Regions from separate parts of the Mus musculus genome. Here all the other regions are linked to region 1. The links are chromatin contacts, called in public HiCAR-type, HiChIP or PLAC-seq and promoter capture Hi-C maps. All regions are on one chromosome and are shown on one strand. The core of a region is the stretch at or near the end of the contact, and the rest is flanking DNA. Distances in the headings are between cores, read along the strand shown. Region 1 holds the start of Foxk1 (forkhead box K1). Region 2 holds the start of Eif3b (eukaryotic translation initiation factor 3, subunit B). Region 3 overlaps Eif3b (eukaryotic translation initiation factor 3, subunit B). Region 4 holds the start of Chst12 (carbohydrate sulfotransferase 12). Region 5 has its middle 12 kb from the start of Gm30603. Region 6 holds the start of Lfng (LFNG O-fucosylpeptide 3-beta-N-acetylglucosaminyltransferase). Region 7 holds the start of Bhlha15 (basic helix-loop-helix family, member a15).

The links. Promoter capture Hi-C pulls out the DNA fragments that hold promoters and counts their contacts. HiCAR-type assays count read pairs that join an accessible place to other places. HiChIP or PLAC-seq counts read pairs in DNA pulled down with a chosen protein or histone mark.
Region 2: a promoter capture Hi-C map of liver shows a contact between it and region 1, with 5 times the contacts expected there. The contact joins the promoter of Eif3b here to the promoter of Foxk1 in region 1. A contact is called at or near these places in 6 of 39 promoter capture datasets (the C10 cell line, cranial neural crest, frontonasal cranial neural crest and 3 more) and 2 of 115 datasets of contacts at active chromatin or transcription factors (embryonic stem cells and large pre-B cells).
Region 3: a contact with region 1 is called in a FOXA1 HiChIP or PLAC-seq map of pancreatic cancer cells. The contact joins the enhancer-like site here to the promoter of Foxk1 in region 1. A contact is called at or near these places in 3 of 39 promoter capture datasets (hippocampal neurons, liver and pre-B cells) and 2 of 115 datasets of contacts at active chromatin or transcription factors (embryonic stem cells and pancreatic cancer cells).
Region 4: a contact with region 1 is called in a promoter capture Hi-C map of embryonic stem cells, with 5 times the contacts expected there. The contact joins the promoter of Chst12 here to the promoter of Foxk1 in region 1. A contact is called at or near these places in 7 of 39 promoter capture datasets (the 3T3-L1 cell line, the C10 cell line, cranial neural crest and 4 more) and 7 of 115 datasets of contacts at active chromatin or transcription factors (the 230-238 cell line, embryonic forebrain, embryonic stem cells and 4 more).
Region 5: a contact with region 1 is called in an H3K4me3 HiChIP or PLAC-seq map of pro-B cells, with 6 times the contacts expected there. The contact joins the enhancer-like site here to the promoter of Foxk1 in region 1. A contact is called at or near these places in 3 of 39 promoter capture datasets (the 3T3-L1 cell line, embryonic stem cells and hippocampal neurons), 5 of 115 datasets of contacts at active chromatin or transcription factors (T-cell acute lymphoblastic leukemia, embryonic hindbrain, embryonic midbrain and 2 more) and 1 of 9 other capture datasets (embryonic stem cells).
Region 6: a HiCAR-type map of astrocytes shows a contact between it and region 1, with 3 times the contacts expected there. The contact joins the promoter of Lfng here to the promoter of Foxk1 in region 1. A contact is called at or near these places in 6 of 39 promoter capture datasets (the 3T3-L1 cell line, cranial neural crest, embryonic stem cells and 3 more) and 6 of 115 datasets of contacts at active chromatin or transcription factors (astrocytes, differentiating embryonic stem cells, embryonic forebrain and 3 more).
Region 7: a contact with region 1 is called in a promoter capture Hi-C map of pre-B cells, with 5 times the contacts expected there. The contact joins the promoter of Bhlha15 here to the promoter of Foxk1 in region 1. A contact is called at or near these places in 1 of 39 promoter capture datasets (pre-B cells) and 1 of 115 datasets of contacts at active chromatin or transcription factors (pancreatic cancer cells).

What each region holds. Positions count from the first base shown.
Region 1 is chr5:142,399,674-142,403,404 of GRCm38.p6, reverse strand. It overlaps Foxk1 (forkhead box K1), which reads right to left and starts at 1,908. Exons shown (of 9, transcript NM_199068.2): 1 at 1,364-1,908. The coding sequence starts at 1,881.
Region 2 is chr5:140,417,397-140,421,127 of GRCm38.p6, reverse strand. It overlaps Eif3b (eukaryotic translation initiation factor 3, subunit B), which reads right to left and starts at 1,823. Exons shown (of 19, transcript NM_133916.2): 1 at 1,302-1,823. The coding sequence starts at 1,767.
Region 3 is chr5:140,437,637-140,441,367 of GRCm38.p6, reverse strand. Eif3b (eukaryotic translation initiation factor 3, subunit B) reads right to left here. Exons shown (of 19, transcript NM_133916.2): 13 at 2,974-3,052; 14 at 1,317-1,455; 15 at 257-382. Among named protein-coding and RNA genes, the nearest start is that of Gm4869, 5.9 kb to the left of the region's middle. Within about 2 kb of position 1,662, at least 25 of the 459 cell types and tissues checked have an H3K27ac peak or open chromatin away from gene starts, as enhancers often do. A contact at or near this core is called in pancreatic cancer cells, where this site is marked.
Region 4 is chr5:140,503,520-140,507,250 of GRCm38.p6, reverse strand. It overlaps Chst12 (carbohydrate sulfotransferase 12), which reads right to left and starts at 1,642. Exons shown (of 2, transcript NM_021528.3): 1 at 1,555-1,642. The region is part of intron 4 of Gm38728 (a long non-coding RNA gene); the gene reads left to right.
Region 5 is chr5:140,582,432-140,586,162 of GRCm38.p6, reverse strand. No RefSeq gene overlaps it. Among named protein-coding and RNA genes, the nearest start is that of Gm30603, 12 kb to the left of the region's middle. Within about 2 kb of position 1,937, at least 79 of the 459 cell types and tissues checked have an H3K27ac peak or open chromatin away from gene starts, as enhancers often do. A contact at or near this core is called in embryonic stem cells and pro-B cells, where this site is marked.
Region 6 is chr5:140,605,186-140,608,916 of GRCm38.p6, reverse strand. It overlaps Lfng (LFNG O-fucosylpeptide 3-beta-N-acetylglucosaminyltransferase), which reads right to left and starts at 1,576. Exons shown (of 8, transcript NM_008494.3): 1 at 1,073-1,576. The coding sequence starts at 1,501.
Region 7 is chr5:144,188,165-144,191,895 of GRCm38.p6, reverse strand. Bhlha15 (basic helix-loop-helix family, member a15) reads right to left here and starts at 1,610. Exons shown (of 2, transcript NM_010800.4): 1 at 1,538-1,610; 2 at 1-875. The coding sequence starts at 824. The coding sequence ends at 231. It overlaps Lmtk2 (lemur tyrosine kinase 2), which reads right to left. Exons shown (of 14, transcript NM_001081109.2): 14 at 3,688-3,731.

The DNA of each region.
Region 1 (3,731 bases), core at 659-3,158:
ATTGCCCGCCCCCCGCCCTCAAGGCAGCTCACCATATACCTCTGCACCATATACCCCTGCACCGTATACCTCCCAGGTAACACCCTCCCAGGTGGGAGAGGCACAGCTCATCTGTCAGTCCGTCCTCACAGTGAACACTGGGTCCTGGCCTGTGTCGTCAGAGACAGGAGCATACCTAGCATTGTTCAGACTAGCAAAGGTCAGATGTGACCCTGGGGGTTCTGTATAAATGGAATCAGGGTTGAAGGCGATGGGCTGGGGAGGAGTGGTGTTAGTTCAGGCTGGGTGGTATCTCATGATGCTGGCCAGGGTTTAGGTCAGGGCGTGACCACGGAGAAGGGGAGTGTTTCAGGGCTGGAGGGTCTGGAGTTGACCCAAAGTAAAGATGGAGATCAGGGTGAGCTGATGGTTTCAAACCATTCGAAGTCAGAGATGACCTCTGAAGACTTAGGCTGTGTGAGATAAGGGTTAGGGGTGGCCCTAGGACCTTCAGGTTAAGGGAAGTCAGGGGTAACGGCTTCTGGCTGGTAGGATGGGGGTCAAGAGTGACCCCAGGTATTGAGGCCAGGTGGGATTAGGGATAAGCTGGGTTCAGAAAGGGTTGGAGATCATGGGTAGCCAACTCCAACATGGGAGGAGTGGAAGACAGATGGGGTTGGGGAGTGTGCAAGTGTGTGTGTGTAAGTGTGTGTGTGTGTGTGTGTGTGTGTGAGAGAGAGAGAGAGACAGACAGACAGACAGACAGACAGAGTCAGAGTCAGAGTCAGAGAGAGAGAAAGGGGTTAGAATGGACCCAAGTGTTCAGGCCTGTCCAGGGTCAGGGTGACAGGATTTCAGGCTGAATGGGAGTCGGGCCCATCCAGGGATCAGTGCCCAATGAGTTAACTGGGGAGTCAGGGTTAGTTGGGTCGTGATTAAGATCAGGACAACCACGGGGTCAGAGCCAGGTGATGGGTGAGATCACCAGTAACTTAAGGATCAGGCTCAGCTGGGCCGGGTGGGATGGAGATCTGTGTAACCAGGGGTCAGAGCTAGGTGGGATCAAGACTGGGAGATGGCTAGGGAATCAGAGCCGGATAGAGTCGAGATTAGAGGGGCTAGGGCCTGGCAGGGTCGAGATGGAGGAGGGAGTGACCAAGGGCTGGGACCCGGTGGGAACGGTAAGAAATTTGAGGCTCGACCCAGGTGCCAGACCAGGCGGAGGCGAGTTCAGGGGGTGACCGGGGGGCGGGGGGTTCAGGTTGAGCAGGGTCGAGATCACAGAGTGACAAGGAGCCAAGCTGGGCGGGGTAGAGGTCAGGGGTGGCCAGGGGGTTCAGGCCAGGTCCGGAGAGGGGTGACCCGAGGGTGGCGCAGTACTCACTGTTGGGGTAGCTGCAGGGCGGGCGCTCCGCGCCTCTGGAAGGCCCCGTCCACGAAGACGCCGTTCTTGCCGAGACAGCGAAGATAGAAGTGAGGCTCCTGGAAGCTGAGCTGCAGGTGGCGCCGGGAAATGAAGCTCGACAGGCCCATGCTTAGGTCCACCGAGCCCTGCGACGAGTTGCGGCCGATGGTGACGCTGGGCTGTCGCATCAGGAACTCGAACTCCCGACCCTCCAGGCGAGCCAGGGCAGGCCCGGGGCTCTGGCGCACGGAGGCAGCGGCCGCGGCCACCAGGGCGGGCGCGGTGGTGGTGGCAGTGGCGACGGTGGAGGGCACCGGCCCGGGGCCGGGCTCGGCGGGCAGCGCGGGCGGCCCGGGTGGAGGTTGCGCCGGCGGCGGCGGGGACGTAGTGGCCGGGAAGGCGGCGGCCGCAGCCGCGGCGCATAGCACGGGGCTGCAGGGAGCCGAGCGCAGCGCCAGCAGGGCGCGGGCGCCGCTGTCCTCGCCGACTTCGGCCATGTTCGCGCAGCTCCGAGCGGCTCCGGTGGCGGCCGAGGCGGCGCGGGGCGGGGCGGGGCGGCGCGCGCGGAAACCCGGGCTGGATCGTGGCCTGGAGCGGAGCCGGGACACCGCAGGACCCTCGCGCTGCGCGCGCAGCTTCCACTCGAGGTGGGCGGGTGCAGAGAGACACAGAGCCCCCTCCTCCAGTCCCGAAGGGTGCTTGGATTCATCACGTTTTTAGGGGTGTCCTATTGAGGCTGGAGTTTAAAGTCCAGGGATGCTTGAAATGGTCTCTGCTCCTTACTGATCGTTTCTGCACAGCTACTCTTTCTGTGCTTTGCTTTTTTTTTTTTTTTGGTTTGGTATAATGTTGCAAATTACATTTTATTCATTCATTTATTTACTTGTGGTTCTTTACCACGTGTGTGTGTGCGCGCGCGCGCGCACGTGTGTTTGTGTGGTCAGAGAGGACAGCTCTCAGCAGTCTATTCTCTCCTACCCTGTGGGGTTCTGAGGATGGCATTGAGGTCGACAAGCTTGGTGACAAGCACCTTTATTTACTGAACCATCTCGATTGTTCTTGTTTTGTTGTTTGAGATCCTGTCTCATACCAAGGCTAGCCTGGTTTTGAATACCTAGATCAGGCTGGCCTCAAATTCATGATCTTCCTGTTCCAGCTTCCTGAGTGTAGCTATTAAGGTGTGTGCCTAGCCCTTTAAAATCAATTTAAAAATTCATTTTTTAAAGACAGGGTCTATGTATGTAGACCAGATTGGCTTCTAGCTGACGACCAACCCGGCTCAGGCTCCGCAATTCTTGCTGGAGTCACAGCTGTGCACCACCACAGCTGGTTCCCCTTGCTCCTTTTAAGGCGAACAGTTCTGCCTGTTTCTAGGGACTGTGGACACCCGAAGATTGACGGTAGTTGAAAACACTTAAATGGTGAACTTGGCACCATGTGAATCCCTTGAGAATTTAAGGTCCTGCACTGGGATGCTAATTCCCCCAAGTCTTCCCCCAGGACCTGCAGCGCGCGAGTGCATGCACACACATACACACTCGATTTCTCACATTTAATAATGACTGAAGGAGCTGACACAGTTGGTAAATTGCCTGATGGCACTCATCCCCCAAGACAGGAAAGTTCATTCCCCGGGACCGACTTCAAAACCCATTGAGAGCTTCGATCTTCCCAGCGCTTTGGGTAAAAGGTTGACAGATAGATCCCTGAAGCTCATTGGCCAGCCTGCCTAGCCAATCAGTGAGCTCCACGTTCATAGTGGAAACACTGTTTCAAAACAAAAACAAAAACACGAATAAAACAGGGCTAAAGGAGCACACAGTTATTCACGCCTGTGCATGCACCGGCGCACGTGCACACACAAACACAAGTGCAAACATACACACACAAAAGAATGTCTAAAAATAATGATTGAGAATAGAGATAGACATAGGTCTTGCCCTCAGTGAGCTTCATGTCGAAAGATGATACACACGTGAATTAAAGACCTACAGTGATCATTGCAATGCTCACGGCCATGCTGGATGCGTGTTGACAGAGTGCATGTGTGTGTGTGTGGGGGGGGGGCATAGTGTCCTGGGGCGGGGGGGGGGGGGAGGCTAGAAGGGAGGTTTGGTCTGCTCACAATCCCACACTTCCCTGCCTATCCATTCTGGACCCAAACTGGAAAGCCTATCACGGTGATAGAGCCGTGGATTTCAACCTTTCTCATGCTGAGACCCTTTAATACAGTTCTTCATGTTGTGGTGACCTCTCACCATAAAATGATTTCCATTGCTACTTCATAACTGTAATGTCGCTGCTCTTATGAATTATGGTGTAAATATCTGATATGCCGGATGTCTGA
Region 2 (3,731 bases), core at 574-3,073, 2.0 Mb after region 1:
AGCAGGACTTGAGGTAAGATCACTCCTGTAGGCTAGCACCCAACTCAAAAAAGCTGGAGGGGCACGGAGCCGCATTCCCAGTGCTAGAAAAGTACAAGGACCTACGTGGCCTGCTGGCCCAGCCAAATGGTGAGGTCCTGTCTGAAACCATGAAGTGACAGGGACAGCCCAGACCCAAAATAGCCAAAGGAACCAAGGATTCAAAAGGAGCTTCAAAGTCAAAGCTTAGGCTCTAACATGGGGAAAACAGGTACATTAGCAAGCACTGGAGTCGGGCGAGAGTGGGAACCCAGAAACCTGCTCTACCCAGATAAACGTCCTCAAGGCTGGAGCCTATAGATTCCTCACATTAGTTTATCGGCTTCTCACTCTTAGCCATCTTTCAAGAAATAAGCCAGGCATGGTGACTCACATCTCAAATCCTGGCAATCTGAAAGTGGAGGCAGAAGGATGGGGATCAAAGACAGCTTCAGCTTCATAAAGAGCTGGCCAGCCTGGACCATGCCAGACCCTGTTTCACAACAAAACAAAACAACCCCCACAAACATACAAAAGGATTAAGTCAAACAATGGTGACATCAAATGACGACCTCTTGAAATATTGTAAGTTCTAAGTTGACAACTATATTGGGGCGCTGAATTTTCATGGTAGTTCAAAAGCAATTGTTTGGGAGTACATGTCTGTAGGACCAGCACCGTGAAAACTGAGAAGAACCAAGAGTTCAATTTCAGCCTGAACTACATAGAGAGGCCCTGTCTCGTTTAAAAAAAAAAAAAAAAAAGTGGTGTTCTTAGGCCCTTTGGCCCTTGGTATTAGCCACACCAACACATGAAGGAACTGGCTCAAGTGAAGTTGAAACGGCAGAGGAACACATGCTATCAACTGTCAAAAAAGATTTTAGGAATCTGGCTCCTGTGCAGGTAGACAGAAACAATGCCTTTAAAAAGCCAGTCACCATAGAAGAAATCATGAAGTAAGCGGCCAAACGAACAATGTGAAAAAGCAATGGTCCAGGGTACCGACCTAGTAAAAGGAAGCAGGTTGGTAATGTGCTTGGGTCCGATGGCAATGCCTTACTACGGAAACCATTGGGAACACAGCAACTGGTCAACCCTGGAAACCCTTGGCCAGGAAACTGGAATGCCCCCAGATAGTCCTGTTCGTCCTGCCCTCCACCAACCCCCAGGTGCAAGGGCTTGCCGCAGAAACGGACTCCCCAAATGGTCCCCCACTGTAGAGGAAACAAGATCGTTGTAACCGGGAGACCTCGCGCCCTGGCCGGGGACACGATCGCCCTTACCTTCCTCGCTCACGTCGTCTACGAAATCCTCGGGGTCGCTGAAGGAGGGCTCATCTGCCTCTCCGTTCTCCAGAGCCCGCGGCTCCGCCTCAGCCGCGCTCCCATCAGACCCGCCCTCCTCCTCCGCTCCAGCCGAGGGGTGCCCCCGGGCCTGCTCGCCAACGGCCTCTGCCTTCCCGGGAGCAGAGGGCTCCTGCGACGGGGACCGCTCCGCCGACTGCGGCGTGGGCGAGGCGGCCGGACTCGTCGCCGTTTCCTCTTCGGATTGGGCCGCCGGCTTGGCCCTCACTTCGGGCTCCGGTCCGGCCTCGGCGTCTTCTTCGGCGTCTTCCGTCTGCCCCACTTCGGACCCCCCAGACCCTGCCGCCTCGTCCGTCGGCGGCGACTCGGAGGCCGGCTGCTGCCTCGCGGGCTCAGCCCGCTCCTCGGCCGCCTCGGGCACCGCCACGTTCTCAGCGTCCTGCATGGGCCCGCGCTGCTTCTCACCCGGCTCGGCCGCCCTGCTTCCGACTCCCAGAAGTCACCGCGCGCCGCTAGCGCGGAGCCATGTGCGTGCAGCGATGGGATCGTACCAAGATGTGGCTCGGGGGAGACACCCACGCCCTCATTCCTCACGATCAGCCCGAGAAAACTCAGATATGCATAAAAATCTAGAAACAATTAAAATAATAAGTTTCAAGATATGCAAGTTTATTTATAGCCCAAAAGGTTTTTTAAGGTAGCAAATAAATTCACAAGGATATGTGGCTCCCCCATTCTAGCTAAGAAATAGTTGCGTCCAAGATGGTAGAAGTTCCTTTGCCTCTCCCAGCGGGCGCTACGGGGAAGGACTGTACTATCTGGGGAGCATCAAGTGGATTCTCAAATGATTAACACGCGTAACTGTATGAAGACAAAATATGTGACCATAAAATAATGCCAAGACAACTGAAAGCTCCACACATGATTCTTTGTAAGCTTTGCTTTTAATCAGACAGACTGCTTGACTGACATGACTGGCTTCGCTCCCCCGTAAGGTCTTGCATTTTAGACCGGTCCACTGACGGGGCAAAAGAACGAAGGGTTCCAAAATTACGCGAGGAGCTCGCCGACAACCAGGGGCCGCCAACACACACAAGAATGACTGCCCGCACAATGCAGAGTCGTGTGATGAGCGGCTTTAATCTCAATGGCCATCCTCACTGCAGCGGCTCGCAATTTAGCGTTGGCCCCAGACGTGAAAGTCACTGTGATTCTGTCTGCCGGTGACTGCGGTCTTCACGCGCGGGAGAGCGCGATCACGTGGGCCAGCGTGGGGTGGACGGGACGGAACCTTCGTGGAGTGACCAGGGGGACCCCAAGAGTGGTTTGCTTGAAAAGATAGTCAAGATTTTTGATACTTCCAGTTCAAAGTTTCGAAAATCTTAATAAGAACTAGTTGAGGGGACTAAGAGCTTAAGAACACAAGTTTCGCTCTCAGTACCCATATGGTAGTTTACAACCATCTCTTAACTCGAATTTTTTTTTATGCGTATCAGTGTTCTGCCAGCAAGTCTGTCTGTGCACCGTGTACAAGCGGAGGCCGAAAGAAGGCATCGTATCACGCGCAGGACTTAGAGTAGACAATTATGAACCGCATGTCGTTGCTGGCAATAGAACCCAGGCTCTCTAGAAGAGCAGGCAATGCTCTGAACTGTTGAGCCTAATTTAAAAGACAAAACAACAACAAAAACAGTTGAGTCACCTCTCTGGTCCCAGATCATTCCTAAGAAAAAACAAACAAAACTTTCCTTTTTTTTTTTTTTTAAAGGACCTGTTAGTTGACCAGGAAGCATAGACTTGGAATCCCAGCACTGGGGAGACTGAGGCAGAAAGATCATGCCAGCCTGTGCGATATAAAGACTAAACCACAAAACATGTGAACACGGGCTGATGGATAAGTTAGTACTGGGCTGGCTGAGGTTTTTTTTTTTTTTAAGATTTATTTATTTATTTATTTACTACATGTAAGTACACTGTAGCTGTCTTCAGACCCTCCAGAAGAGGGGTCAGATTTCATTACAGATGGCTGTGAGCCACCATGTGGTTGCTGGGATTTGAACTTCAGACCTTCGGAAGAGCAGTCGGGTGCTCTTACCCACTGAGCCATCTCACCAGCCCCTGGCTGAGTATTTATGATCTACTCAGAAGTATTTATGATCTACTCATCATTTCTTGCTGTTAATCCTGACAATTGAGTTCTATCCTGCAAACTCATATTGTAGACGGAGAGAACTGACTGGGGCCAGGGGCGCTGATGTGCTAGGTACCCACTAAGTAAATTAATTTACTTTTTTTGTTTGTTTGTTTTGTTTTAAGAGACAGGGTTTCTCTGTGTAGCCCTAGCTGTCCTGGAACTCACTTTGTAGACCAGGCTGGCCTCGAACTCGCCTGCCTCTGCCTCCCGAGTGC
Region 3 (3,731 bases), core at 413-2,912, 2.0 Mb after region 1:
AGGATCATCCTATTGCTATATGTCAGAGTCTGGAAAGAACTCACCATCCTCCTGCCTCAGCCTACTGGGATTATAAGCACTGCCTAACCTAACATGGCTTTGGGTCAGGTCTCATTGGCCCTGCATCTCTTCAGAGCCCTCTCCACGTCCTACCTCCACTCTCCATTGACTGCCCCTGTCCAGTCACAGGACAAATGCTTGGTTTCCTTCAGTGCCACAACAGTTCCCTTACCCCAACCAGGCAGGGACCACAGACCTTTATCTGATCCTGGCTGAGGAGTGTTGGGGGCCTTGGTCTCCAGAGCAGCTGGCAGAAGCGGTCCTTGTTGTTCTTCTGCAGAAGGCGACCTTGGAAGGTCCACAGCCAGTAAGCATTGTCCACCTAGAGGGCAGTGGGAACCATCATGCAAAATGTGCAAGGCTGCCCTGGACCGTTACTCTTAGCAGCCACAGCACCAACCTGAGCTCTGGACAAAAACACCTGCACCTGGCTGTGTTCCCCCTCCAGCAGAAAAGATGGCTAGCAAACAATGCTGCAAGGATCCTGGGCCTGCTCGTCACCCACTGGTCTATGACAAGAAACTCTCACAGCAGTGCCAATGAGAACAGCAGCAACTTCAGCTTAGCTTTCTCCGCAAGATTCTAGAGACAGATTCTCTCTGTGTAGCCCTGGCTGTCCTGGAACCCTCTCTGTAGACCAGGCTGGCCTCGAACTCAGAAATCCGCCTGCCTCTGCCTCCCAGGAGCTCCGCCTCAACTCAAATGCTGGGCTCCTTGCTGCCAACCATCTCTTCAGGGGCTTTGTGAACTGAATGGAACAGCCCCACATAGGCTTTAAAGACTCTCACTTCCTTCCCCTCGGCCCTTTTGGGGGTGGGAGATGCTGGGATGGAACCCAGGCAGGTGCTATGCTATGCACTGACATTGCCAGTCCTACAATGTGCTACATAAGTGTTGGGATGGGTCCTAGACAGCACATCCTGTCCTGAGTATAGAGTGCTATTCCAGACACTACCCAAGGACTCTGGGAAGCAAGGGGTCACATCTCATCAGCTGGAGCCCTCTGAGCTCACAGGTTTTGTTTTCATGGACTGGTTCAACTGTCTACTTAACAGTAAACACAGGCACAGTGCTCCAGCAGGCCCAGCCAAGCAGACATGCCCAATGCTCTGGTAGCTGACCCCTCAGCTGCGCGAGGTTTGTGAATAATGCCCTCAGCTTGGGATCCCTGGATATAACAGCCCCACAGGAACAGTTTCTGTCACCAGCCTTGAGAGGTTTCGTTCTCTAAGGGCCCAGCACCTGCCATCTTCTACCTTGTGGCTCCACCACGACACAGAGGTAACCACGTAGCGGCCAGTTGGGTCCCATTCAACATCGGAGGCCATGTAGTGCTCTGCAATGTTCATGACGGTGCAGTCTGAAGTGTCGACAAACGCCAAGGCACCGTTCATGCTGTGGGGTGACAGGGCAGCTGATCCCACAATCCCCTGTACCCCCACCGGGAGTCCAATGCCCCTCACCACAACTGAGAACTGAGTCACAGGGTGAGAAAGGATGGAGGACTCTGCTGGGCTGTAGTTAGTTCCCTGAGCCTTGGCCCTATTGCCCTCACAGTGACAAATTTCCTAAGGACATCCTGAGGCTGGGCCCAGGACATGGATGGTGTACACAGTGCTCTGTGGCATCTGGAGAAGTTTCCACAGTGGCACAAGCCACAGCCATCCTTCCCACCAGAGGGCAGGGCTGGGCTTGCTCACCACTCCGGTGTGCTCAGCTGGCCACAGCCATCCTTCCCACCAGAGGGCAGGGCTGGGCTTGCTCACCACTCCGGTGTGCTCAGCTGGCCACAGCCATCCTTCCCACCAGAGGGCAGGGCTGGGCTTGCTCACCACTCCGGTGTGCTCAGCTGGCCACAGCCATCCTTCCCACCAGAGGGCAGGGCTGGGCTTGCTCACCACTCCGGTGTGCTCAGCTGGCCACAGCCATCCTTCCCACCAGAGGGCAGGGCTGGGCTTACTCACCACTCCGGTGTGCTCAGCTGGCCACAGCCATCCTTCCCACCAGAGGGCAGGGCTGAGCTTGCTCACCACTCCGGTGTGCTCAGCTGGCCACAGCCATCCTTCCCACCAGAGGGCAGGGCTGGGCTTGCTCACCACTCCGGTGTGCTCAGCTGGCCACAGCCATCCTTCCCACCAGAGGGCAGGGCTGGGCTTGCTCACCACTCCGGTGTGCTCAGCTGGCCACAGCCGTCCTTCCCACCAGAGGGCAGGGCTGGGCTTGCTCACCACTCCGGTGTGCTCAGCTGGCCACAGCCATCCTTCCCACCAGAGGGCAGGGCTGGGCTTGCTCACCACTCCGGTGTGCTCAGCTGGCCACAGCCATCCTTCCCACCAGAGGGCAGGGCTGGGCTTGCTCACCACTCCGGTGTGCTCAGCTGGCCACAGCCATCCTTCCCACCAGAGGGCAGGGCTGGGCTTGCTCACCACTCCGGTGTGCTCAGCTGGCCACAGCCGTCCTTCCCACCAGAGGGCAGGGCTGGACTTGCTCACCACTCCGGTGTGCTCAGCTGGCCACAGCCGTCCTTCCCACCAGAGGGCAGGGCTGGACTTGCTCACCACTCCGGTGTGCTCAGCTGGCCACAGCCATCCTTCCCACCAGAGGGCAGGGCTGGGCTTGCTCACCACTCCTGTGTGCTCAGCTGGGATGCAGGGCAACAAGAGATAGGCACCCCAACCACAGACGGGAGGACAGCCTCCAGCTAACGTCTGTCCCACTGGAAGATGCGGGATTCACAGGAGGGGTACAAGGCTATGATCACAGAGGACACATCATCTGCAAGTCACGACTTCCATCAGCCTGTTGTGGCCGGAGGCTCAGCTGTGACAAATATCTAGTGAGATGACAACGCTCCCCCTCAGCACAAACCCTCAGGAGTAGGGCGCAGCCACAGTGGGCAGGGCCCCGACCTACCTCCTCAGCCCGGCCAGCACCACGAACTGCCCCTGGGGACTCCAGAAGATGGTGTTGGCTTGCTGCTTGTCAAACATCTCTGCAAGAACAACAAGTACTTCTGGGGGACTGAGCTAGCCTCTCTTGAGGAGAGCTGGCACAGACAAAGTCCACGTACGACTCCAACCAACCCACGGGCCACCCTGGGAGAACCTTCAAAACCATGCCCCGTTCAGTTATACCTAAAGTCAGGATGCTTCTGGGTGGTGGCTGCTGGCTAGGATGGAAACCTAGCAGATACTATTTTCAACTTCACATGTAAAGTACGCACTGACAGCAAATACAGTGACCATCTATCTCACAAGCCCTTGGTGTCCACCATAACGTGTGGGCCACGTTACCACAGAACATCAATCAAACCGTCTTCCCAGTCACCCCGACCCTGGGTGCAACTGACAAAGCACCAACTACACGACGGACGGACTTGCTTTACAACACAGCCAGCTGATCCTGTCGCAAATGGTTAGACTCGGTGACAGGAAAGCACACTGTTCACAGAAGGTTCTGAGCCCAAGAAAACCGCAATGTGACCTCTATGGCAGAACTTATGAAACCCAGCCTAGGGCAACCCTGCAGATCTATCCCAGTTCAGCTTGTCCTGGGCTCTAAACCCGCTGTGGGGCTGTCATGGCACAAAGACAAGAGTAAGCAGCAGCCCTCTGGGAGTCTAAGCAGGGCCACACGCTGCCCCCATGCCAAAGGGGGCACTGTCTTTTAGG
Region 4 (3,731 bases), core at 393-2,892, 1.9 Mb after region 1:
ATGGACATGCACACAACTCCTTGCCCGCCCCTCCAGAAACTAGTCTTTCCCCCACAGGCCCCACCCCTCATGAGCACAGCAACTCAACGTCTCCTGAATTAGCTGCTTCCAGTCTTCAATGCTAAGGGTTTCTTTTGTTTGGTTTCTTTGAGACAGGGTTTTATGTAGCCCAGGCTAGACTTCAACTGTAGACCCTCCTGCCTTCACCTCTTGGGGATTACAGGTACGTGCCACCTTTCCTGGCATTCTCTTTGCATACCGCAAACGTCTTTCATACACTTGGCACTCAAGTGGCCCTGAACCAGGACGACCTGAGCTACCCAGGGCCCATGGTTCCCAGCATTCCACCCAATATGGTGGTTTGCCCTTACAGCAGGAAACTGAAGATGCAGACCCACGAAAGCGACATGACAATACGGGTACAAGCAAGCTCAGCCCCAGATCCTAGCAAGGAAATTAAACATGAAGGTACAGGCAGGCCCTTTTGTAATTTTTGTGTTGTTTTGTTTTAAGTCTGAGTCTTACCCTGTAGCCCAGGCTGGCCTGAACCTCACTATGCGGCCCAGGCTGCCCTCAAACTCACAGCAATCTTCTTGCCTAAGCTCACAAGAACTGGCACCACGCTCCACCTTAGGCAACTCGCTCCACCTTAGGCAACTCGCGAAGTTGCAGTATCATACCCAGCACATAGCAGTTTCCCAACAATCTTTTTTCTCTCCTTCACACCCGGAAACAGGGCCCTAACTCATGTTACCTAGGCTGGAGCCACACGGTGCTGTCCCAGCAATGGAAGGCTCACAGCCCCGTTCTCCCCCGAGGGTGACATTCCCACTCAATTCCGGGGCTCCCAGCGCAGCGTGGGATTATAAAATAAATAATTTAAGAAGGGTGCAAACATTACAGCTCTCTGTGCGACAGCTAGGCGGATGTGCGGAAGGAACCCAAGGTCTGCCAGCGATGTCTTCGTGGCCAGAAGCCCAAAGAGAAGATAGGTCCTACTGTTAGCCACTAATGCGCGGCTTCCTGTGGCCCACCAGGCATGAGGCTGCTGCTGGGGGCACCCGCAGCAATGCACAGGGCAGGAGGATGCTCAGTAGACTGGGGTGAGATGTGGGGCCAGTGCTTGCTCGGTACAAAACCTGGCTTCGGAGACAGCCTCCTGCAAGGTCTGGCCGGGACACTGCAGCACAACAGTCTCTGAACAATTGCTTTCTCGCCTGGACACCCAAACAGCCAGAGGCAAAACTGGGAAGGTGTTTTCCCAACCTCCGAGCCAGCCGCTACTACTGCAAAGGAGGTCGGCCAAGTGGCCACACCTTCCTCCACGCATTCTGCAGGGCTGCACAAGAAGATGGCTCAGAGAAGGTGCACGCTTGGCTAAGGTTACACAGCCAGCTGGACAGAACTGGGATTCGAACCCGGGACCACGTGGGAGCTGCCTAAGCCAGGCAGAAGGAGGTACCAATCTGCATCGCCAAACCATGGACCATCGCCCCACCCTAGGACTCGGGACTCCTACGCACCCCTCGCTCTGCTCGAGCCTGCGCTCCTCACCTAGCGCCCGCCACAGTCACCGCCGCTGCTGCTGTTGCTGGTGATGCTGATTCTGCAGCCGAAATCGCCTCCTCCCGCTAGCAGCCCCGCCCGAGGCGCGGCTCCGCCCCCAGGCAGACCTCCCTCCATCCTCTCGCGAGAGCTAACGAGCGGGACTACGCCCGTTCTGGATGCGCTTGCGCACTTCTCCCCGTTCCTGCCCTCGCCAGCCAGTGCCATGTGGCACCTTATTTACGGCCAGAGATTGGTCCCACCCACCATCCCTGAGCGTCCCGCCCCTTTTGCAGCAACCAATCCGGAGTGGGGGCGTGGCTGATCTCAAGGGGCGTTGCCTGTCTCGCAGTTTGAACTTGCAACGTGGGCTGTGCAAGCTGACAATCCTGTCAGAGTTTATGGGGCTTAAGAGAGACCATGCAGGTAAAGCTCTTAGTGAGAGCCAGGCATGGTGCAAGCTGTCACCGCAGCTACTTGGCAGGGGGGAGGGAGGAACGGGAGGGGCTGAGGCAGTAGGATAGGAAGTTCCAGGTTAGCCGTACTTAATGAGAGCCTGTCTCAAAAACAAACAAACAAACAAACAAACAAGGTATGGGGAGAGGATTCAGTGGGTAAATGAGGTGCTCGCCTCACAAAGGTGAGAAACTGTGGTCAGATCCACAGAACCTGTGAACAGCCCATGCTCGTGAGCCAGGCTCCGTGGTGCTTGCCTGTATGGCAAGACCGGGAGGCAGAGAGAGAGTCTGGAGCTTGCTGGCTCCCTAGCCCTCTCTATATGGTGAAGTTTCAGACAAAAGAGAAGCTCTGTCTCAAACAGAAGTTGGAAGGTGCCTGAGGTTGTCCTCTGAGTCCCACATATCACACATGAGGTGCACACATGCACCTGCAAAAGAAAGCTAGCGTGGTGACGCACACTTAACATCCCAGCACTGAGCTGCCTTCCCAAAGCAGGGGACTGGTTCCGAGCCAACGGGCTCTCCCAGTGCCTAGGGTTAGAAGCCTCTTTCTGTAGCAGTATGACACAGAATGGCAGAGGACAGAACCTAGGAAGATTTATTATATTCTGGTGGCAGATGATCCCATCTTACTAACTAGGATTCAAAACCTACAGCTGAGTCCCCTGGGTTGCCATGTGTGCGTGTGACCTGCTCAGGCTGCTCTAACTGTAACACAGACCCAGCCTCAACTATGGACAGCTCTTTTCCTAGGGTTCTGCAGGCCAGATGCCAGGAGTTGAGGTAGCAAGCAGGCTGGTTCTTGCAGAGAGCCCTGCAGGAGCATCTTCCAGCCCTTCTCTTTACCTCCCTTTTGCGTACTTCAGCCCAGATTTCCATTTTCATAAGGGCACAGCCAGACAAGATCAGGACTATCCCATGACCTCATTTCATTACCATTCTCCTGGCTCAGTCTCCAAATAAGGTCATCTCTAAGGCACTAGGAGCTAGAGCACCAACATCTCTTTCCTTTTGGGGCTGGAAGATAGAACACAATTCAATCTATAACTGTAAGTTCGAGGGCTCAGGTGTGGTTCAGGGGGGGTAGAATGCTTGCTCTGCCCTGGGCTCCATCTCTATCAATGTATAAACAAGGCATGATGCCACACATCTGCAACCCCAGCATTCAGGAATTGTAGGCAGTAGGATCAGAAGTTCAAAATCATCTGTGAGCCAGGCGTGGCGGTGCACACCTTTAATCCCAGCACTCGGGAGGCAGAGGCAGGCGGATTTCTGAGTTCGAGGCCAGCCTGGTCTACAAAGTGAGCTCCAGGACAGCAAGGGCTATACAGAGAAACCCTGTCTCGAAAAAACAAAAAACAAAAAACAAAATCATCTGTGGATGTACAGTGAGCTTGAAGATAGCCTGGGCTACATGAGACAATGTCTCCAACAAAACAAATGAACAAACAAAGCATAAATGTTATATACTACATTTTTTTAGACAAGGTCTCTCTATATAGCTGGGGCTGTCCTAGAATTTACGGAGATCCACCTGCCTCTGCCTCCACCATGGCCTCTGCCTGCCTCTGCCTCCCAAGTGTTGGGGTTAAAGGCATGCACCACTATGCCTGGCCAGTAAACCCTATTGCATTTTGTTTAGGCAGGTGTGGTGCTCACTGGTAACTTGGGCAGGGGAGGCAGGATTGCAAGTCTGAGGGCATCCTGGGCTAGCTAGATGTTATTCTC
Region 5 (3,731 bases), core at 688-3,187, 1.8 Mb after region 1:
ATATAAAAATAACAAGTATATATGTCCCACTAGTATACAAATTTGCTTTATTGTTGTGTGTGCATATGTGTGCAGTATATGGCATTGTGTGTATGGTCTTGTGTATGTGTGGGAGTTGTGGTACATGCACCTGTATGTTCATGTATGTGGAAGCCTAAGAAGGGTGATGTTTTAGTTTGGGTTTTATTGCTGTGAAGAGAGACCATGACCAAGGCAACTCTTATAAAGAAAACATTCAGTTGGGGCTGGCTTACAGTTTCAGAGGCTCAGTCCATCATCATGGTGGGAACATGGCAAAGTACAGACAGGCATGGTGCTAGAAGAGCTGAGAGTTCTACATCTTGATCAGAAGGCAGCCAGGAGGAGGGTCTGGATCACACTGGCCAGGACTGAGCATATATATATATATATATATATATATATATATATATATATATATACCTCAAAGCCCCGCCTCAACAGTGACACACTTCCTATAACAAGGCCACACCCCCTAAGGCCACACCTCCTAATAGTGCTGCTTTCCATAGGCCAAGCATATCCAAACCACCATAAGTGTAGAATATCTTTCTTCAGCTGCTCTCCTTATTCTTTTGTTTGTTTCTTGTTATGCAGCCTTGGCTGGCACAGAGATCCTCCTGACTCTGTCTACCGAGTGCAGTGGTCAAAGGTGTGTGCTGCCACCGACTGGCTTCCATCTTGATTTTTTTTGAGAGGAGCTCTCCGGTTGAACTTGGGGCTCATTGATTTGCCAGGACGACTGACCAATAAGCTTCAGGAGTCCCCCTGTCACTCGTGTACACCCTAAACACCAAGGCTGGGGTTATAAGCACACTCCACCATGGCTGCTTTTCAAATGGGTTCAGGGGATCTGAACTCATGTCCTCGTGCTTGTACGGCCAACATTTTACTGAGTCATCTCTTCCTCCCTTGTTCCTTAATAAACTGCAGGGTCCTGTGTATACCAAAGAATTGTTTTAAAGTAAATGTCTTTCTGATTTATGGTGAGCGTTTGGTTTGTGGACTTGTTTTTAATGTATGTAGCTATCTGAGATCATGTAAAGATGTCTCAAGCTTTGTAATTTGAGAAAGGAGTCAGTGTGGAAACCATTTGAGAAGCTGCGTTTCAGTGATGTACTGGTCTGGAATCCTAGATCCTGGGCCTCCATCTTCTGGGGGTGGAAGAGGAGGAGAGAGGGCAGATGTCTTTCATGCTCAGACTCATGGTTCTGAGGGAGATAGGGAGATAGAAAGTTGAGTTTCCCTGGAGAGGTCAAGCCAGTCTAGAGAGAGAGCTCGGCCTCCCCTTGGTGCCTCTGTCCATGGATCCCATCCTACAACACAGGGACCACACCCTCTAAGGACCTATTGCACCCTTGGTCTTGGACCTTCTGGCCCAGTGGAGTTGGTATTCTAGAGGGACTGTTGGCAAGTGACTCTGGAGGTCTCTAAAAGGTGGTGCTGACCTGCAAGCCCAGCAGGGACATCGTAGATCTAAGAATAGCCTGAGTTACATAATGACACCCTGTCACAAAAAAACAAGCAAACAAACAAACAACAAAAACTTAGAAAGGGGGCTGGCTGGGAGTTTAGCTCAGTGGGTGTAGTACTTGTCTGGCATACCCGAAGAGCAGAGGGCAGGCCAGAGAGATCAGGACTGAGGACTCTTCTCCACAATAGGAAAAACTGACCACCTGGCTGAGTCCAATTCCCGCCAAGCCACTGTAGTTCCCAGAGAACTGGAGGGCTAGGGACACAGGGACAATGCCAGGGACAAAGAGCTGGGGCCAGGGGCCCTGGGGGTTAGACTTATGGCCTCTCCTGACCTCAGCAGAGAAACTAGCCTTGTTGGGCACAGCCAAGTCACAGAGACCAGCCTGGGGGGGTGGGACCAGGGCAGTGAAAGGCCCAGAGAAAGGATTAGTCCAAGCCCAGAGGCCTGGCAGGTGCCATGGCAACCTGGAGCCCGAGCTGGGACAATAGGCCTGTGTTAACACCCTCTGTCTGCCTCTGTGGGGCTGGGGGCTTGTTAACCAGCTTAGCAGGCTGAGGGCGGCCATTCACATGGAAATATGGGCTTTGGAGCTGAGGGTGTGGGAGGTGACCGGGCAGGTGCAGGGACAGAGGGAAGAGTGAGTCTTACCTTCTTGCCTGGCCCACATTCCCACACTGCCCAGGGCTCAGCCATGTGTCCTGGGGGGTGGGAGTGGGTTGTTACTCTGTACGTGGACAGCGTGGGCAGCCCAGGCTTTATGGGACCCACAAAACATGGGATTGGTGAGGGTCCTGGGGAGGGCAGTGGGTGGGCTCTGGAGGTGAGAGACCTGTAAATGGAGATACTATAATGAGATGGACAATCTGTACTGCTACCCCAAAGCCAACCTTACCCTAAGGACTTTGAGGGTGTCCCTTCCTTCTCAGTTCTGTCGCCAGCCCCAGGCCCCGCTGTGCCTCTGGCTCCAGCCTCTGTCGACACAGGAGGCTGGCCTTGTAGCTTAGTTGCTCTCCTCTTCCACCCAGATGGCTCCCCTCCCCTCTGCCTCCTCACACCTGTTCCTTCTGCCCAGCCCCCATCTGGAACCCTCCCCCAGCCCAGCCCAGCCCAGCCCTGGTCCACCCTGCCTCACAGAAACCTTTCCCAAGCCCCCCCTACCCTCTAATGTAGTTCAGGCATTTGGTAGCATTTCTGATTTCTTTCAGATTTCCTATTCTACTCAGGCAGGTCTCTCCAAACTGCCATGTCAGGCCCTAGGCGTGTCTAGGGAGAACACTCACACAGGACTTACAAGAGGGACCAGTCCCTGACCATGTTGGGGGATGGCAACAGGTCAGGCCTCGAAGCCTCATTCTGAGGTTGCATGATGCTCACACCATCAGGGGAGGGACAGAGCCCCGAGGCTCCACTATGGCGCTGGGGAAAGCCCCTTGCAAACTGAGATGCCCTGGAATGCTTGGGCAGGCCAGAGTGACAGGGAAGGAGCCAAGCAGGTGTCTAAGCCTCTGTTGATGCAGGATTACAGCCATCTGGCTGCATCTCCGGGCAGTGTCCCTCCCTCCTGGCTCTGGGAAGCCACCAGGCAAGGCAGGGAGAGCTGCAGCAGTGGCAGGGTCAGTCTCAGTCTCTGCATGGAGAGAGCCGAGCATCTGAGGTGTGGAGAACCAGGGTGGCTCTGTAGTAGCCTCTGGGTTGGGACCTCTAGGTGGATGCTTCCCTTCGTGAGTTGGGGGAGGGGAGAGGCTCCCACGGGAGAAAAAGAAGCCCTGACAGTTTGTCCAGCAGGAAGCTGTGGTCATGGCCCTCTGCCAGAAGCTGTGTCCTTGTGGGGAAACTGAGGCTCAAGGGCAATGGTAGACTCGTGCCACTTAAAAATATTGTGCAGCCTGGTGTGGTGGCGCACGCCTTTAATCCCAGCACTCGGGAGGCAGAGGCAGGTGGATTTCTGAGTTCAAGGCCAGCCTGGTCTACAAAGTGAGTTCCAGGACAGCCAGGGCTATACAGAGAAACCCTGTCTCAAAAACAAACAAACAAACAAACAAACAAAAAATGTGCACAATGTGTGTGATGTGTGCTTAGCACATACATATAAAGATTCTCTCCGTCCATTACCTACTGAGACAGCCTCCTTCTTCCTTCCTCCCTTCCTTCCTTCCTTCCTTTCTTTTTTTTAATTTATTTTTTATTTTTTAATTTTTTTTAGACAGGATCTCATTTATTCCCTGTATTCCCATGG
Region 6 (3,731 bases), core at 327-2,826, 1.8 Mb after region 1:
AGGCAACCTGAGTGGCCAGCACGCCAGCCAACGGTTCCCATGGAGCGCATAGCTGTACACAAGAGGCCGACGCCTTTCTCGGCTGGAGAAAGGGGCTTTGTTGCCTTGCCCAAGGGGCCGGCGTGAGAGCAGCCTAGCGCTGGGAATCCTAACGGCACCACAGCCAAACAAAACCCATGGCCCCCCGCTGCCCCCTCCCGAAGGCCTGCTGAGCCCCTGGGAAAGGGACGCCTCATTCTCAGGAGGCTACGGTGGGGTTCTCAGGGCCCCTCTTTGACCAAGACTAGATAGGAGCCTGTCCTCTTAACCTCCACTGTCCTAAAGCGAAGTCTCACTGGGGCTGGGTCAGGAAGGAAAGTGAGTCTTAGTCTTCACACCAAATATCTACCCCCACCCCTACACACACACACACACACACACACACACACACACACACACACACACACACACGCAGTGCACTCTGCTCTCCCGCCCCAACGGTCCTGTTGTAGCCTCCAGGGAGATTTTCAAAGTGGGGTGTGTCTTTTTATTATGTGTATGAAGTTGGTCTAACAGGAGGTGGGGGAGCTGAGCTACTGAAGTCAGGGTTCTGAGCAAGTCTGGAGAACTAGCACCCATTTCTTTCACTTTGCCTGGTCCAGGGGTGTGCTATGCCTTTTCCTCCCTCCCTTTCAAGGGGGCGTACCTTCCACCCAGGAAGAAGGAAGGGGAGTGAAGGGGACCCAGGATGGAACTGAGCCAATTTGCTCGAAAAAGTTTAGGAACAAATATGGCCATTCACTCCAGTGTTTAGGAGAAGCGTTACAGAGCCAGCCCTAAGCTGGAGGCGACTCATCCAGACACAGAGCATGTGGCTGGGGTGACCCTGGGCAACACGGAAGGAAGCTTCCAGGGTAGTAAGGCAAAGTGAACCCCAGCAGCCACACGGGGCTGTAATGGGATTTATCAGTGTCATCGTTTCCCAGATAGACCCAAAGCAATTAACGCATCGGGAACCGCTATCGTCAGTCACCAGTTGGACCAGAGGGTGATCCCCACTTCATCCCCCTGCCCAGGCCGCGCTGGGTCTCACCATCTCCTTGTGGCGCGAGATCCAGGTCTCGAACAGCAGATCGAGCCGCGCGCGGTGAAACTTTCTGGTGGTCTTGACGGCGATGAAGACGTCGCGAGGGGACAGAACTTCGGCGGGGGGACGCGGATGGCCGTCGCCCTGGCGAGAAGCGACCCCGGGCGGTGGATCCGCGTCTCTGCGCGCGCGGGTGAGTAGACTGAAGTACTCGGAGAGGCTATGCACCTCGCGGGTGAGGACTCCGGGATCCACAGCCGCCCTGGACCCTGAAGCCGGAGCTCCTCCAGAGGAGCCCGCCAGGCTACGCAGCGCGCGCCGTCCGCGCTCAGCGGGCATCGGAGTCGGTGGCGGGTCGGCCGTGAGCACCAGGAGACAAGCCAACAGCGCGCCCACCAGCGCCAGCAGCAGGCGCCGGCCGCACCGCTGGAGCATGGTGGCCGGCGGCCGCACGTAATATCTATCCCAGTGCCAACTGGTCCGGCTGCCCGAGGCTCCCGGTCCAGCTGCGCGCCTCTCGCTTCAGGAACTCTTAAACCTCCCCTGCCCGCCACGCCTCCACGCGCTAATTGGCTGCTAGCCTTGGGGCGTAACCTTTAGGGAGATCTCTCCTTCCCACGTGGGATACGGACAAGGGGCTGGGAACCACCCAGCTGGGGTACCCACGGCACCCGCCCCCTTTGTGCACGAGCCTGTCCCGCCTGCGCCGAGTCACCCTCCGGAGCTGCTCTGGGAGACACCCAGCCTGACCAACGCCCGCCACGGCTGCACGTGGAGGACGCGCCCCCGAAGCTGGGACCTGGGTGATAGGGCCAGTGCTCCTCCGCGGGCGACATCCTTGGCTTCTCGCTGTGCATTTCCTGTCCCCGAGCGGGTTTCCTTCCCTGGGGAACGGTGCTGACTGAGCCAAAGTGGTAGCCTGCAGTGTGTCCTGAGCGATTAATTTTGAGCTGCCCTTACTGATACTTATGTCTTAGGAGTGGACCTGAAGTTCAGGCAAAAGGGTATCAGTGACAAAATTCTACGTCCCTCCGTCGGTCCATCCTTCCCTCCTCCCCCAGGCAGGCCTGTCTTGGCATCATGTTCCTAAATGGGGAGGGTTGGTCCCCAAAAACCTCAGGCACCCCGTAGCGAGGAGACACTCAAGCAGCCTCTTTCCTCGAAGGATGAAAGGCTACCTTCTGTTCCATTTGGTTCCTCCGCACTCCTACCAGATGTGACCCAGCTGTGCGCCATCCCAGACCCGCCTCCCCGGCACACGGCCCCCTTCCCACGGGCGGGGGCCTTGCCTGCGCCTAGCACGAGCGGGGGCGGCAGGAATGTGCGCCTAATGGTAGGGTGAGAGGCTACGGGTCCGGAAATGGCCAAGGGTCCCCTGGAGTGGGAGCAGGGTCCGAGCCCGAGCCTGCTGCATCTTCCGGGAGCGCAGCTGGGGGCGGCTCTCCGCCTGGCTGCCCCTGGGTCTGGTTGGCTTCAGTTTCCGCGTCCCCCTTCAAAGGAAGTCTGAGCCCACCCTGCCACCACGGATAAACTGCTGTTCCTTCTGTCGCCGACTCCCTAGCGTTTATATTTTAGACCGGAGTATCATTTCTAATTATTTCTCTACTACACTCTTCTTAATGTCCGTCCCTCTCTTGGAGGTTAAAAGAAGGCATCAGGCTGGATCAGGTAAAGACTTACTGCAGGGGCTGGCCAGATGGTTCAGTGGGCAAACGCAACTGTCACCTAGGCAGATTTGAGTTTATTTCCCAGGACCCACATGGTCAGAAAGAACCAACAATATGTTGCCCTCTGACCTCCACACGTGCAACTTGGCCTGAGCAACACACATTTATACACACGCACGCACGCACGCACATACACATACGCACACCTGCTTTCAACAAAATTCTTTTCAAAATGAAGACAGACATGATAGCCCATGTAGCAGGCTTGGACGATTGCTGAACATTTAAAGGCAGCCTGAGTTACAGAGTGAATATCGGGTCAGCCCCTGCTGCCGTGTAAAAGAGCGCCTGAAATGTACCTCATCTGGCAAAGTTGGTAAAGTGTTTGCCTAGCATGTATGACGCCTCGGTTCATCTCTGCACCAAATATTCCTTGGCAAATAGTGAGTTTGAGTCCAGCCTGAGCTACATGAGACCCTATCACAAATATAAAATAAAATGACTTTGAATTGATGTGTAGCCAGGCTCTCCCCACCCCACCCCACCCCCCAGCCTCCCACCCCACCCAGGAGTGGATCTCTGGTCCATTTGCTCTGAGGGCCCTGTGGGACACTGCAACCCCTCTGTGGTGGGAGGGAGTGGGATATGGTGGTTCCCAGGCTTCTTCCTGACCCCTCCCCCCAGGTAATTAGGAGGCACCACCTCTGGTAGGCAGATGCCTAAGCAGATGGTGCTGGCTGTGCCCGAGTGACAAAGCTCCCATGGCGTCACCTCCTGCTATAAACCCCTCCTCCTCCTGCCAGAGCCTGGTCCCTCAAGGACAAGGAAAAAGTCCTACCTGCTATCTGCTGGACTGCTCTCCAAATAAACTCACCCCAGTTCCAGCCTCAGCCTCAGGGGCTAATCCATTCCCACCAAAAACTATCTATGTGTCTTCCGAGTGTTTTAGGTCTAAGGCTCCTCCTTGAGACCCCTCTCCTGGACCACTTGGCAGCCTC
Region 7 (3,731 bases), core at 361-2,860, 1.8 Mb before region 1:
CCATGTCATGATGTATGCCTGTAATCCCAGCCCTAGAGAAGATGGAGGTGAGGAGGATCAGGAGTTCAAGGCCAGCTTGGGCCATGAGAGGGCTTATGTCAACAACAAAACCCCCTCAGGGACCTCACTAGTGTCATTACCAGTCTGGAGCTTGCAGCACAGAGGGACAACAGCTGAGAAGAGCAGGCAGGCTCCTCACTGCCAACCTGCCCCGGAGCCCGAAGCGCGTGCTAGCTCCCCTCTCTGAAGCTGTGGATCTGTGTAGAGTAGCGTTGCAGGTGGCCTTGGGGCTGGTCCTCAGTGACACCAAGCATGGCCCCAGCTACCTGCTGCTGCTGCTGCTGTTGCTGCTGCTGGTGATGGTAGTGCTGGTATAATTTAGGGCCTGGCGCAGGACCTGGTGCCTCCAGCCCCGGGAGGCGGCTGCTGGACATAGTAAGTATGGTGGCGGTCAGCGACTTGATATAGTTCTTGGCCAGCGTGAGGGTCTCGATCTTGGAGAGCTTCTTGTCAGCCCGCACGTGCGGGATGACCTCGCGCAGTGCCTGGAAGGCATTGTTGAGTTTATGCATCCGCTGCCTCTCTCGCTCATTGCTCTCCAGCCGCCTCTGAACACTGTTCTCCCTGCGGCCACCAGACCCCTGTCGCCGGCGGCTGACCTCTCCCCGACCTCCGCTTGCACGCGCTGTCCTGCTCCGGAGACCCTTTGTCAGCTCTGACCCCCCTGAGCCTGACTGGGGTCTGTCAGGTGTCTGCTCTCCTGGGGTGGCTTCTGTGTCCTGCATGGGTGTTCGGCGCCGAGGGGGCCGGTTTTTGGTCTTCATAGCTCCAGGCTGGTTTTCCCAGGAGGTGGTGGCTGGGTGAGGCCCTTCCAACTGAAATTCAGAACACAGCCCCTCTGCAGTCATTCAGTGTGGCCAGTGGACACGCGGCATGGCTGTCTCATTGCTTCCTTAGCCAGTGCAGCTGACCACTGGTGCTTAGTGGACACCTAGGCGCTTCCCGTCCACACTGAACCCTGAGTTGACTCACCTGTGCTCCCAAAGCCCTGGCTGAGTTCACACTGACCCACTTTTCTCTAACCTACCATCCCTTCTTCCCTCCCCACTTATCTGGGAACCCATTTTGGGTCCCCTGCTCCTCCTGAGCCTCCGTACTTGACAATTTGCTTAAACCACCCAGGAACAGGTCCCAACCCTGGCTTATGGGTCCCCCCCGCCCCCCGACACTGTCATTTGTCCCAGACAGGCAGCACCCTTTAAACATCACGTTTACAGCTGGACATGACACAGGTCCAGACATGATCAGAACCAGAACCTCAGTGAGTGCACGCAGGACAGCTCACAGGTCAGACTGATAGTTGCCAAGGCCCTGCAGCAGCCCCCAGTTCTACCACGTGGACAGCACCAGCCAGTCTGAGTGGAAGCCACCATCCCATCTGTCTGTCTGTTTTCCCCTACAGCTGCCAGGCGTCTGATCAAGCTTCTGGGGTTCCCTCCCAGCAGTCCTATATAGTTTCCCCAACCCCTTGGTTTACCTGGGGATTCGAGGCCGTACGCGCAGAGGCTGCCCACGGGGGACAAGGACACGTAGCTTTAGCCACCACGGGCGGGGCTGCGGGAAGCATGTAAATGAGTTCGCTGGGAGGGGCCAGGGCGGCACCTGCGGCCACGCCCCTCGCTCTGAGGACCCGTGCGGACCCGCCTTCCCTTCCCTCCCTCCAGTTCTGAGAGCAGGCGACCTCTCTGGGGACTTGCCAGGGCGGGGAGGGGGGGGGGGGGACCCGGATCGCATCTGGCCAGGACACCTGGCCTTGGGGTTAAGAGTCAGAACAGAGTCTAGGATAAGCCACCCTGCATAGTCTTGCAGGAACCACATCCACCTCCCTGAGCGAAGCTGGCAAGCTCTCTCCTTCCCTGCCCTGGAGCACCCTGGTTTCTCCAGCGGACTCTGCTAGTCCTAAGGGCTCAAGGACAGGGCTGTTCCTCTTTTTGTCTCCCCTTACTGAAATGGGGTGCAAGGGGGTGCCACCCATGTCTACCTATCTGTTGCTAGCTCCTGCCTTGGTTTCCCGAGGTTACAAGGGAATTACAATATAAAAGGTTATGGGGCAGTAAGATGCCTATGGGTAGAGGGGAAGATGCCAAGACTGAGGAGCCTGGGACCCACAAAGTGGGAGGAGAGAACCAATTCCCCCAAGTTGTTCTCTGACCTCTATGTGAGTGTCATGTTGCTCACAGAAAACAGGTTTTCTTGCTAGCCTTTATCTGTGTGTCTATTTTTGGTGTATGTGCATGCTCCTAGGTCAGAGGGACAGCTTGCAGGAGTCTGTTCTCTACTTCCACCACGTTGTGCCGGGGTCGAACTCAAGTCCTTCGGTTTGGCTGCACGTGACGTTACCAGCTGTGCCATTTTGCTAGCTGTAGCACACTGGCTGCCCTTGCGCACCTGACCCTCCAGTGTCTCCTCTGCCTCCCAAGTGCTAGAACTGCAATTGGGTCATGGCACACTCAACTAAAATGTGCTGAAAATATATATTCTTTGATCCAGTGACTGTTGTAGTTACAGATGTGTGTTGGGGCAGTGTGGTGCTAGGGACCAAACCAGTGTTTCTTCACATGTGCTCAGCTCAGCTACATCCCTGGCTCTTTTTTTTCCTTTTAGAGACAGACTCCAAAGCCAAGGCTGTCCTCAGACTCATGGCTACCCTTCTGCCTCAGCCTCTTGCTGCAGGAATCATAAGGGTAACTGGTCACTAGGCTCAACTAATAGTAGTGTGTCTCCCCCCCACCCCCCCATTAATAGGACAGGTCTAAACAACTCAGCCAGGACTCTGCATAGCTCTGGCTAAGTTCAGCAGGCTTGGGTCTCAGTACTTGTGACACAGTCATGTGGGCCATGGTTCTGGTAGAAAGCTGTCACCTCCCTCATGTCATTTGGACTTCAATGAAAGGACTGGGGGCGGGGGGAACTGAGACACCCCCATACTGCATACAACTGCTACTGCTTTTTGAGACAGGACCTCATCCTTACCAGAGCCTGGGCTGTTATGGACACATGGCAATCCTCCTGCCTCAGCACCCATCTGCTGGTATTACAGGCACACACCATGCCAAACCCAGTGAAAGGCTGTTTTGTTTGGGGTGTGTGTGTGTTTTGTGGTACCCGTGCATGTCCACAAGTGTAAGGTGTGAAGGTCAGAGTTCAACATCAACTGTCATCCTCGGGGCACCGGTTTCTGTTTTGTTGAGGCGGGATCTCCCACTGGCCTAGAGTGCTAGGCTGGCCAGTGAGCCCCAGGGTCTGCTGCCTCTGCTACCCCAGAACCAGACGACAGGCATACTGGCTCCACTCTACCCGACCTTTTGATTTTAAACATCATGGGTTTTAGAAACAGAACATAGGTTTTCTCAGCAAATAAGCCATTTCCCAGACAGAAAGGCTGGCTGTGACCTCTTGGAGTAGCATGTGGGGCCTGGGCCAAGGCCAAATCCTTATAAGCCAAATCTCGCTACAACTCCTCAGTAAGTAGAAAGGCTTGGATTACAGAGCCCACAACCACACACGCACCAGACGCTGCAGTCCCCTGACAATCACCCTCGTGCCTTAGGACCACGGGGAGCTCAGAGATCCACAGCACCAGGCCAAACCCGCACATGGAAAAAACAAGGAGTAAATGTAGCAACAGAGATTATTATAAATATATAACTATATTTATTTTGAATATTAAA